Regions from separate parts of the Rattus norvegicus genome. Here region 2 is linked to region 1. A link is a contact called in public Hi-C data. All regions are on one chromosome and are shown on one strand. Each heading gives the region's core, a stretch centred on a gene start, on an enhancer-like site or on the middle of the called end of the contact. The rest is flanking DNA. Distances are from core to core; before and after follow the strand shown. Region 1 holds the start of Cfap54 (cilia and flagella associated protein 54). Region 2 holds the start of Elk3 (ETS transcription factor ELK3).

Evidence for each region. Hi-C and Micro-C count contacts between places; a contact is called where the count stands out from the background.
Region 2: a contact with region 1 is called in a Hi-C map of kidney, with 4 times the contacts expected there. The contact joins the promoter of Elk3 here to the promoter of Cfap54 in region 1. A contact is called at or near these places in 7 of 12 Hi-C or Micro-C datasets (the A7r5 cell line, the Rat2 cell line, Schwann cells and 4 more).

The regions. Positions count from the first base shown.
Region 1 is chr7:29,487,329-29,492,634 of GRCr8, forward strand. Cfap54 (cilia and flagella associated protein 54) reads right to left here and starts at 2,223. Exons shown (of 67, transcript XM_063264407.1): 1 at 941-2,223. The coding sequence starts at 1,272.
Region 2 is chr7:29,688,860-29,694,186 of GRCr8, forward strand. It overlaps Elk3 (ETS transcription factor ELK3), which reads right to left and starts at 2,308. Exons shown (of 4, transcript NM_001108743.1): 1 at 2,099-2,308. The coding sequence starts at 2,305.

The sequences.
Region 1 (5,306 bases), core at 973-3,472:
TGTTTGCTTCTGGAATTTTCCATTTAAGATTTTCATAGCCTTTGACCACGGGTAAGTGAAACTGGGGGTCAGGGGAGTAGATATGGGGGCTGTGGGGGTGGGAATACTGTGTCCCATCTTTGTTTAGTACAAGATTATACTCACAGAAATATATGATTTGGGGAAGAGGGGTTTACTGTTAACTTGATGCCTTCCTAGTTTTGAGAAAAGTGCCTTTCAAAGATGTAGCTACTAGGTGCTCAAGCAAATCGTTAAGATGTTTGAATAAATAATAAATGTAAGTTAAAACCGTGTATTCATATTAAATGCATGGCCAAAATATGTAGTTTAAAATATTCACCAGAAAGAAAAGTTATCTGCCAGTCTGGTTTTCTTTGCCGCTTGCCTATATGTCTTGTAATTACTCATTTCGAAATGCATTAGATCAGAAAACATGGCAACATGAACAAAGCCAAATCTTAGAAACAGGTAGTTTTTAGTTCACAGGATTAAGCTGGATTAACAAACAAACAAACAAAAATCAATCAGATGCTCAGAAAGAGCCACCAAGTTAAGAGGAAAAAGAAGTTTCTGTAATCCCAACGGAATGTAAAGAAAATAAAATGTACAAGTTCACAATATGACAGACTTGAGTCCTAACTAAAAGGATCTGGGCAACCTTCTCAGAGTTGGTCTTAAGTCTACTTTTGTTCTGTTTTGTGACCCATGGGTGAGTCAAGAGAGGCCATAAAAAGACGCTGAGACCAAACCCTGAGTTAGGAAGCTCTTCTGTGCAGACTTTTATTCTGACCTGAGAAGAAGACTAGAAACGTGTAGGAAGGGCTAATGGCTTTAAAAGCTGGGAATGCCCACAGCTCAGTTTGTCTCCAGGGCCCCGCCCCTGTCGTGGTCCTCCAATGGCATCTCTTGGCGCCCTCCCCAGCGCCCTGCCTCAGCTTACCACCTCCGACGGAATTCGTGTTTCTGTTCCTCTGAGGTGGCTAGAGCCTTATTCTTCTTCATAAAGCCCAACAGCTCCCGGATCTCCTTCTCGCAAGAGGCCAGGAGCGGGTTTTTACCATCCAGGGGCCCGTAGAAGGCGGCAGAGGGCAGCAAGTCCTCGGAGCGGGTCCAGTGCGGAGGGATGGTGGAGCTCGACTTGGACTCGGTGGGCGACTTGAGAACCGCGGTGGAGGTCGGTGGCGGCGTTGGGGGCAGTTGCGCCGGCGACACCGATGTCTCAGAGCCCGGGGATACCTCAGAAGAGCTGGAGGAGTTGTTGGAGGACGCCATGTCTACCAGAGTCCAGCAGGTTAGGGGCTGGTGTACAAGCGGTTGCCAGGCAACGATCTCGCAGCAACCTAGCCACCGGCACGCTTTCCGGAAGCACAGCGGCCCCTAGAGGGAGAGGAAAGTACCGACAGCCTGCTTAGCCCATGCTGGCCTCAAAGTCACTACCCTCCATCCTCAGTCTCTTGAGTGCAGGGATTACAGACATTCATAACCAAGGCCGCTTGAAAGAGGGTTTTAAAACAAAGAATCGATGAAAAGAAAAATAAAAATAACCATCAAAGATTTCACACTACGTTTTTTTCCCCATTTGGAGCACCTACTAATAACCATGGTTACAATAATTAAAATGGATAGGGAATTATTCCAAGCATTTTGAAACATTGCTTTTCTCATTAATCTTCATGACTTCATACTTCAGCTTCTATCCTAGCTCCTTGGTTTCACAGATTAAGAGAACATAGCTTGACTTTGACCAAACTCAGAGGATAATGGAGCATCAGGGGCTAATTATATGCTGCAAAGCCAGCGATCATACAGAATTTGTTGTCCTAATGATGCCCCCAAAAGAAAGCGTCGAAGCTGTATTCCCAAACCGGAATTAGGGAACTCTCTGACAGTCTGGTTAGGACAAGCACCTTGCATGGCTATGTTCTCTTCCCTCTGCAGTTTGGGCTTGTGACTGTGGCAATCATGGAATTACTTCCACTTCAGCTTTATCCTAAATGTCACCGTGTTCTAAATCAATGTGCCTTTTACTCGACTTTAACTTCTTGACGTTAATATACGCTATCGGTTAATATATGCATAACGTTGGCTAATAGTCCTAACGGTTATGCTAACACTAAGAAATGCTCTTTTCGGTTGGGGATTTAGCTCAGTGGTAGAACGGTTGCCTAGCAAGCGCAAGGCCCTGGGTTCAGTCCCCAGCTCCGAAAAAAAAAAAAAAGAAAAAAGAAAAAACAAACGAAGAAATGCTCTTTTCTTGCCTCTCACAGGCCACGTGGAGTCACATTTATTAATTTGGGATTTGAATCTCAGTTAGCAGACCTACTTTTCCTTACAAACTATGCAAGCCCAAAATTCATTGAAGAGCCAGAGGTAGAGGGTGGTTTTAAATGCCAGGTCTTTAACACTGAAAACTACTACCAAGTTTTTCACACACAAAACGTAGATGGTGACCTTGCACCCACTGAATACTAAGCAGCTCATTAGGCTGCAAGCGTATCTCCTCCAGTTCCAATCTCATTTCTCCCGGGCCCTATGAATCCATGCTAATTCATAAGGCCAGCCCCTCCTCTGTCCTATGCACTGTACCCTGATATACTTGAAAGGAAGATCACGGGGAAATTGTTCACTGGAGCAGGTAACTATGGATAAAGAATCTTCCAGTCCACCAGTGACACACAAGGACACCAACCTCACTGTCGGAGACCAGTTCTCCAGCCAAGAGGCAGAGTCTATTCTCGATGCCCAGTATTTTATATTCGAGGTGAGCAATATAAACTGTAACATTTTTAAAGAATGCAGGTTGGGGTCGAGGGGAAGGTGTCCATTGAACTTTTGTCAAAAAATATTAATAGATACCTTTTTTTAAAAATTGGCTTGCTAGATTCTCCCAGATCTCATTTTCCCTTGTTTTCACTTAGCAGCCCTGTCCACTTCAGATCAAAAGCCAGTGCAAATTGCTACTGAGAACGATCTATTGTAGTGACGACTAGAATCAGCAGGAGGCAGGATCCAATTAAATTAAAGTGGTCAGAGAAGAGGAGAGGCCAGAGAACAAAGTAGGCCTGCTCCTTCCCAGCTTTTTTACAAATGACCTTTCTCACAGTGTACAGATTTCAAAGTCGCCGGTAGAAAAAGAAATGTGACGAAACTCAAGCGCTTGAATTATGAAACGGTCTATCTTAGTCATCACCTACCCCCCCCCCCAGCCTCCGCCCTGCACTCACTTCTGTTAACAATGCCTCACTGGCAGTGGGTTCTGGAAGCCTGTCTGAATATTTAAATGGGTGTTAGATTCTGAATCATCGCTGTGGAAGATGGGAGTTTCTATTATGTTCCCTTTAGCTTATAGTTGAGGGGTTTTTTAAAAGAACACTTTCAGAGATCTTCATGTAAGGAAATGCCGCCTTTATCACACTCTTCCTTCCCTTGTGTCACTTTTCCTCATTCTTCTTGTAATGAAAGACTGCATAGAGGCCACCACGGGCAAGGCGGGGCAATGTAAACACCTCCCTCAGAAATAATGCAAATTGTTCGCTCTTATAATTAATGCCTTTGCCAGCCTCGGGGATCCTCTCTGCTCGTTCGGAATCCTTCTATGTCTTAAGCTACGGTTAGAGAGATAATAAGCTGTTGTCTTCTGTTAGATATTTAACTGTTAATCACTCAGACTGCTCCTAAATAGAAATGTGTGATCCTTCAAAAAAAAAAAAAGTACAGAATTCTCCTTTTCCCACTTCACCAACTAATGTGAGAACTCGAGTCCTGGCTTCCCCCTTGTTCGCCCATCCATTCCGTTAAATACCCCCATTCCTTTGTGTAGTCCTACGATCTGCACATGCGCACTCGCTCTCCCTGCAAAGAAGCAGGTGAGTGTGGACAGCTACCCATCGTGGGAAAAACACACTGTGGAATGTGTTCTGATAAGGTCAAAGGATGTTACAGAAGTCCCGAGATGCAGCTCGGGGATGGAGAGAGAATGGAGGATTCCCAGGGAGACAGTGGCGTAGCTATGGACTAGAACTGCCTCTCCTTAGCTGGAAGACCCTGCAACATTCGCTTGCCCGTTTTTTTTTTTTTTTTCTAATAACCTAGAGCTGAGCCAAGGAAGCACAAAATGAGCTAGAAGGGGGAGCATGCCCAAACACAACGAGCAGCTGGAGGGTGTGTTCAGAAATCTTTATTTGGTTTTGTGTTGAGTGGAACCCTTCAGACAGAAAGGTGTTTTCTTCCCCAACCTATGACAGCTCGACGGGATTTTTTTTTTTCAGCTTTAAATTGATGGAAAAGAATACTGTGGTGGTCTGAATAGGATTGGTCCCCATAGACTCATGTGTGTGAATGCTTGGCCCATAAGGAGTGGCACTATTAGGAGGTGTGGCCTGGCCGGAGTGGGCTTGGCCTTATTGGAGGAAGTGTGTTACTGAGGGTGGGCTTTGAGAATGTCATATAGGCTCAGGCTAGACCCAGTGTGAAACAGTCTCTTACTGCCTGTTGATCAAGATGTGGAACTGTCGGCTCCTTCTCCAGCACAATGCCTGCCTGCATGCCACCATGCTTCCTGACACGACAATGATGAACTAAGCCTCTGAAACTGTAATGCTTTCCTTTGTAAGAGTTGCCTTGGTCACGGTGACTCTTCACAGCAATAAAACCCTAACTGAGACAAATACCCACATGACCATATTGATTTTCACTTCAAGTACAGTATTCAATAATGGTGGAGTCATGTTTCTGTGCACTCTGTAAAGATTATCCTTGCATTATTCAAATGACAATTGATTTCTGAACCAGCAGAGGTCTGATTCCAGGCCAGATTTTGGTATCGTTAAGCCTATCTTACCTTAGTATTTTGTAGACAGTGTTCTCCATCACCTTCTGACTAGTTAAAAGAAAAATCTTGTGGCCTATAGCAAAAAGCAGAATAGTAACATGGGACTTCCAGAGAGAGAAAAGAACTCTGGAAAAGACATGGAGGAAGAAGCAGGCTGGGAAGGAAAAAGGGTAACTAACCAGCCACATGAGGGAACTTAGATTAGCATAAAGGGGATAATTGAGTTATAAGCTAGCAGAAAACAATGCCTAGCTATAAGGCCAAAAGCTTATAAATAAACTGGGGCAGGCATAGTAAGACCCAGGGTTATACACTAAATTACATGAGATAGTCATTGCATGGTAAAATAGACTTTGCCTAGGGATAAGTTTGTCCAATTCACTAATGTAAGTGGTCGGAGCACACCTAGCGTTCATTAAGCAAGGCTATGGTATTTGGCAGGCTAGAAGTGTTAAGTTCCTCTTGACCTTACGAG
Region 2 (5,327 bases), core at 1,058-3,557, 200 kb after region 1:
GGGCTCTCTGCCAATGGGCGAGGCAGACTGCTTTCCTGCCGGCCCCCGATTCTCAGGGCAGAACACAGAACTTGGGGAAAATGCAAAGCGACATGCCATCTGCTTGGCTTCTGGACAGTGTAATTAGCTGAGAAGTGCCTTTACATCTTCGTAGGACTGCATTAAGTCAGGATTAATTAATTGCTGTGTTAATGGGAAGCACCTTTAGCGCTCCAATGACATAATCAGATGCAATTAGAAGCACAGAAAGGAGCCCTTTATAATTAATGACGTCTTCACTTCCTGAAACATGTAATCCTTCTGTCCTCAATTCCAAAGAGGTTTGCAGACAGAAGGCACTAAATATAGATCCGGAACCAATGTTTAAATCACTTTAAAACTCACCTTTCCATAAGAGTAGTGAACCCAGAACAAAAGCTCACTTCAGTTTCTAGGATTCTGAGCCCTTTTGTCCGTCGGGTTAAACAGTCAGCAAGCATAGGTTCAAACAGTAATGGCCAATAATTACGGGTCTGATATATTTAACCTACACCGAACGAAGTTTGCCCTACCAAGCATACTAACTTGAATTAACTCATGCCAATTGTCCTTGCTCTGATTCACCTTTAAAAAACACTCTAGGAGCTGGGGAGACAGCTTAATGGTTAAGAGCACTGGCTGCTCTTCCAGAAGACCCAGTTCAATTCCCAGCTCCCACATGGCAGCTCACAACTGCTGCAATTCCAGTCTTAGGAGGGCCACCGCCATCTTCTGGCCTCCATGGGTACTGCATGCATGTTACACATACATATGCAAGTGAAACACCCATATACATTATATATATACATTATATATACATATACATGTGTGTGTTTTATGTATGTATATATGATATGTATATGTATATATAGTTATATAATTATATAGTTATATAGTTGTAGCACTCTGTCCCTCACCTCCATGATGAAAAAATGAGACTGGCTTTGCTTCTAATTCGGGAAGTTAATAACCAGCCAAATGTCACGCACCAAGCACAGATCTAAGGACTTAGCATGCAGAAGCTCAGCGAATCCTCCCAGAGACCCTGACTGTAGAACTGCTGTTTTCTGTTTCACAAACAGGGATGCCGAGGTACCAGATCCCTCACAGCAGTACTGTGTCCGGGGCCGAAAGTATAACTCAGTATTAGAGAGCTTGCCCAGCATGCACAAGGCCCCAGAACATAATACCCAGCACTCAGGGGATGAATGTGGTCCCCCAAATTACCATTTCCCTGGAAAGGCCTCTCTGACTTAACTCTTGACCAGAAAGAAAGACAGACTTTTAGACTGTAATTATTTTTTGATTGTTTGTTTTGTTTCTTGTTTTTTTGTTTTTTTGTTTTGTTTTGTTTTGTTTTGTTTTTTTCTCAGTGTAGCCCTGGCTGTCCTGGAACTCACTCTGCAGACCAGGCTGACCTTGAACTCAGAGATTCACCTGCCTCTGCCTTCCCAGTGCTAGGATTAAAGGCGTCCACCACCATGCCCCGGCTCAGACTGTAATTCTTATTGTCTCCAGAGGCAGTTGACATCTTAGACCTGCGGGCAGCCCAATGCCCACCTTCACCAAATGACATATGAAAGGAAGGGGGAGGGAGGATACAAGAACTGAGCCCGAGGAACATACCAAGGGTTCCCTCAGAATTCAAGCTATAGATCGCCAACCTTATCTCGTGTTCTCTGCGAGTCGTTTGTACACATGTTCACGCGCTGGCACGTGCACAGAGAAGCCAGGGGACAACCTCAGTCAGCATTCACCAGGTTCCCCATGTCAGCCTTTTCGTGAAACAGAGTCTCTACCTGGCCCAGGGCTTGGCAATTAGGCAAGGCTGACTGGCCAGTGAGTCCCCGGGATCCTCCTGTCTCCACTTGTCTGGCTCCGGGGTACCAAGCGTATTCCACCACACCCTGCCTTTGTCGTGGGTTCCAGAGATTAAGTTCACTAACCGTGCTGCCTCCTAGTCACTGCTTCTGTTTTCTGATTGGATGCACAGCACAAGCACATCTGGCCTCCTCGATGAACTAAGACAGGAGGCCCCTCCCTCCCCCTCCCCTGCACAGGCCGCCAAGGCTTGCTTTACCTTGTCGTAATAGTATCTCAGAGCCCTGCTCAGCTTGTCGTAGTTCATGTTTGTCTTGTTCTTGCGGAGGCCCCACAGTTTGGCCACTTCTTCAGCCTTGAGGAGTTTGAACTCGCCATCGTTAGACGTCCAGCAGATGAGGTGCTCATGTTTCTGGTCCAGCAGCAAGTGCAAAAGGAACTGCCACAGGGTGATTGCACTCTCCATACCTGGGAGGGGGGGCAGGAGGCAGGCAGGTCAGAGCTCGGGTCTGCAGGCCAGGGGCTGTGTGGGGCTCTGCTCCATGGCTCTGTTCCACAGAGCATAAGACAGAGAGAGGACTTTCCTCCCCCCATCCCAACGGACTACCAAGTCACACACAGGCTTTCTGGTCGCAAGTTTACAAGCAGCTTCGATCCAGGAACGTGATGGCAGTGCCCTGGAGTCCTGAAACTCCCTAATCACAAACCCGCAGAGACCTCCCTGTGCTGGGAGCTACTGGAATAAACTGACTAAAGGAATGGCTAGCTTCCTCTATTCCCGCCCATCACATCAACTGCATCTAGCCATCACTTGCTGGAATGTGGCCATGAGCATCTGCTAGGGCTAAGTGAAGTCACGCAGGGGCCTGGGGTCATGAAGCCATAACCCCCCCTTGGTTGAACTGTCCTTTCACCCTACCCAGCCAGCCTTGCATTGCAGGGAGGGGAACTCAGTTATTCTTTGCACTGTCAATGTTCTCAGGTCCCAGGACAGTGTTTGCATAAAGCAGACATCCAGTCAGTAGATGCTGGTTAAACAATCAGTTGTTGCCAACTGAAGGAAGAGACGGTCAATTTCCCAGGCACTTGTGTAGTCGCCCAAGCCCCACGGTCTCAAGCACACTGACAGGAAGTGTTTTTCCCAACCAGGAGAGGAAATCCCATAAAACAATGCTATCTTTCTCCTTTGCCTGTAGCACAAACTCTGCTATTCCTTCCTCCTAACATAGTACTCGCTACTTTTTAGAGTCCAGTGGACTCCCGCTTTTTCATATGAAAGCAGGTCAAGTGGGATCGCTGGACTGTCATGATCTGAATTTTGATCGCTTGAATATATTTGGAAGAAATTACCCCTTTGTTCTATTACACTTATTTATTGCGTGTGTGTGTGTGTGTGTGTGTGCACCCATACAAAACATGGCTTGTGTGTGAAAGTCGGAGGACAACTTGTAAGCGGTCCATTTTCTTCCACTGAGTCCTGGGGATTGAACTCAGGTAGTCAGGCTTGCTGGCAGGCACCTTTACACCCGCCGAGCTAGCTTGCTAGCCTTACCCGTTGATTTTACTAATGCCCGTGTAATTAGGAAATGCCTTCCTCCAGGTTAGCTGGTGAGAGCCAATACTGCAGGTGTTTTGATCTGGGCAAATACATGGAGCTGAGAATTGGATGCCGAGTCTGGGAGGCTCAGCAAAGATCTGAAGGTGGGGTTTAGGGGGGTCTACCTCAAGACACGCAAAAGTCAAGCCGTGAGGTGGAGACAAGGATGACAGGATGAGGAAACTCCATCTATAGCAAGGAGACATTGGGGTCTGTTTGGGATAGCCCAGGGTGACGACAATAAGGACAGTGAGGAAGATGCCTGGAAGACAGAATAGTGGCCATGAGGAGTTTTCTACAGTGAGTCCCCCTCAGTGCCTGTTTTCATGGCTTTGCATTGAACAGCTTCTAGGTGTCCTAGGAGCCAGAGCAAGTCAGGCAATTCCCTTCTGATAGACCTCAAACTGCCTGACATCTTTCTGTGTCTTCAGGCAGGTCCTACAGGACAGGAGAATTGCTCAGCGGCGAGCGCTTGGCCAGCATGGGCCCTGGGTTCCACCACAGCACCACAGGAAGCAGCTTTGGGATCCTGTCAGCAATACCTCCAGACCCCCCTCACACTCCCCCCAAGCCCCATTGCAGTATGAAAACCCCCAGTCACCCCTAAGGAGCATTCATTCCTGCTTCCTCACAGGCCCAGCCAGAAGAACCCTATTGTTTCTCTGAGCACCGTGGGTGCCACCCAGTGTCTGTTATAGAAGGTCCAGACTAAGAATGCGCTACAAATCTCCACGGGGTGTTTTATTTATAACTCTTTAAACGGGGTATCCATAAAGAGATCACCCTTCACCACAGTGGTCACTGGGTCTGTGAGAGTCAGCCCCGTTGCTGCTGACTTCAAACCACACCAGCAACTCTTGAGCTCTGAGAAGGACTCCTGGCAGGACGTGCAAGCCTTATGGCTCCAGTTCCTAATGAGCCCAAATAAGCCACACACGGTTCAAATTCACGGGTGTCTGCAGCCAAACCTTCTGGCAACGAGTTTTTAAAATATCTTTGAAACTTAGTGGTCACTCAGAGGAGCCTTCCTGGAGAGGCAGAGAGATGCCAGCCAGTTTGGGGTTCTGCAGAGAGGGAAGTGCTCAGCCTGCCTCTCTCGTCCTGGCTTTACTCCTTTAAGGGGCCAGGCAGCCAGCAGCACACTGAGATGGGTCCCTATAACCCTCAACACACTGAGAGTTGGGCTTAGTCAGTGAAATACTGGCTTTGAAGTGATGAGATACATAAAACTGACCTGAATTTTCTCAAAGCCTGGCACAGAAGTAAAATAAATGCCATCGTGAGCCAAGGATTCTCAGGACCATTTGTTACATAGCATCAACACAGCAAAAGCTAACTGCTACAACATCACACATATTTGTTCCTTCCTTCACCAGGATGCCCTTGGGAGCTCCAGGAGGTATGAAAGGGCAGAAAGGGAACAGGCCTTTGGTGGGGATGGGACACTCAGCTTCAGGGACTCCTACATTTCTGGAACATCCTGAAGCAGAAAGAATGGACCCACAGAGGGCCAAGGATAAGGACCTCAAAGTCACCCAACAACTCTTAGGACAGAGGCCAGTCTGTGAGGTGGCAAGCAGCAGCATGGATCACTCAGAGTTGCTGAGAGCAACCATGCTCCCCGGAGGTGACTAAGGGCTCAGGCTTCACGTGTGGAAAGCATCCACCCATCACAAACCTGCTCTCCTTCCGAGCTCGCGCCAGCCGCTGCTTCGCCCTACTCGACGCCCCAGTTTTGATGACTGACTCACACAAAGTTCCACTTTGGGTTGGAAGCCCAAGCCACACATTACTCAGTGGTGAATATCAGACATGGTTCTCTTTTAGCCAGCTCACAGTCCCACGGTAGAAATCATCCTGTAGGAGGGGTGTGTCACAGAAGCATAAGGCG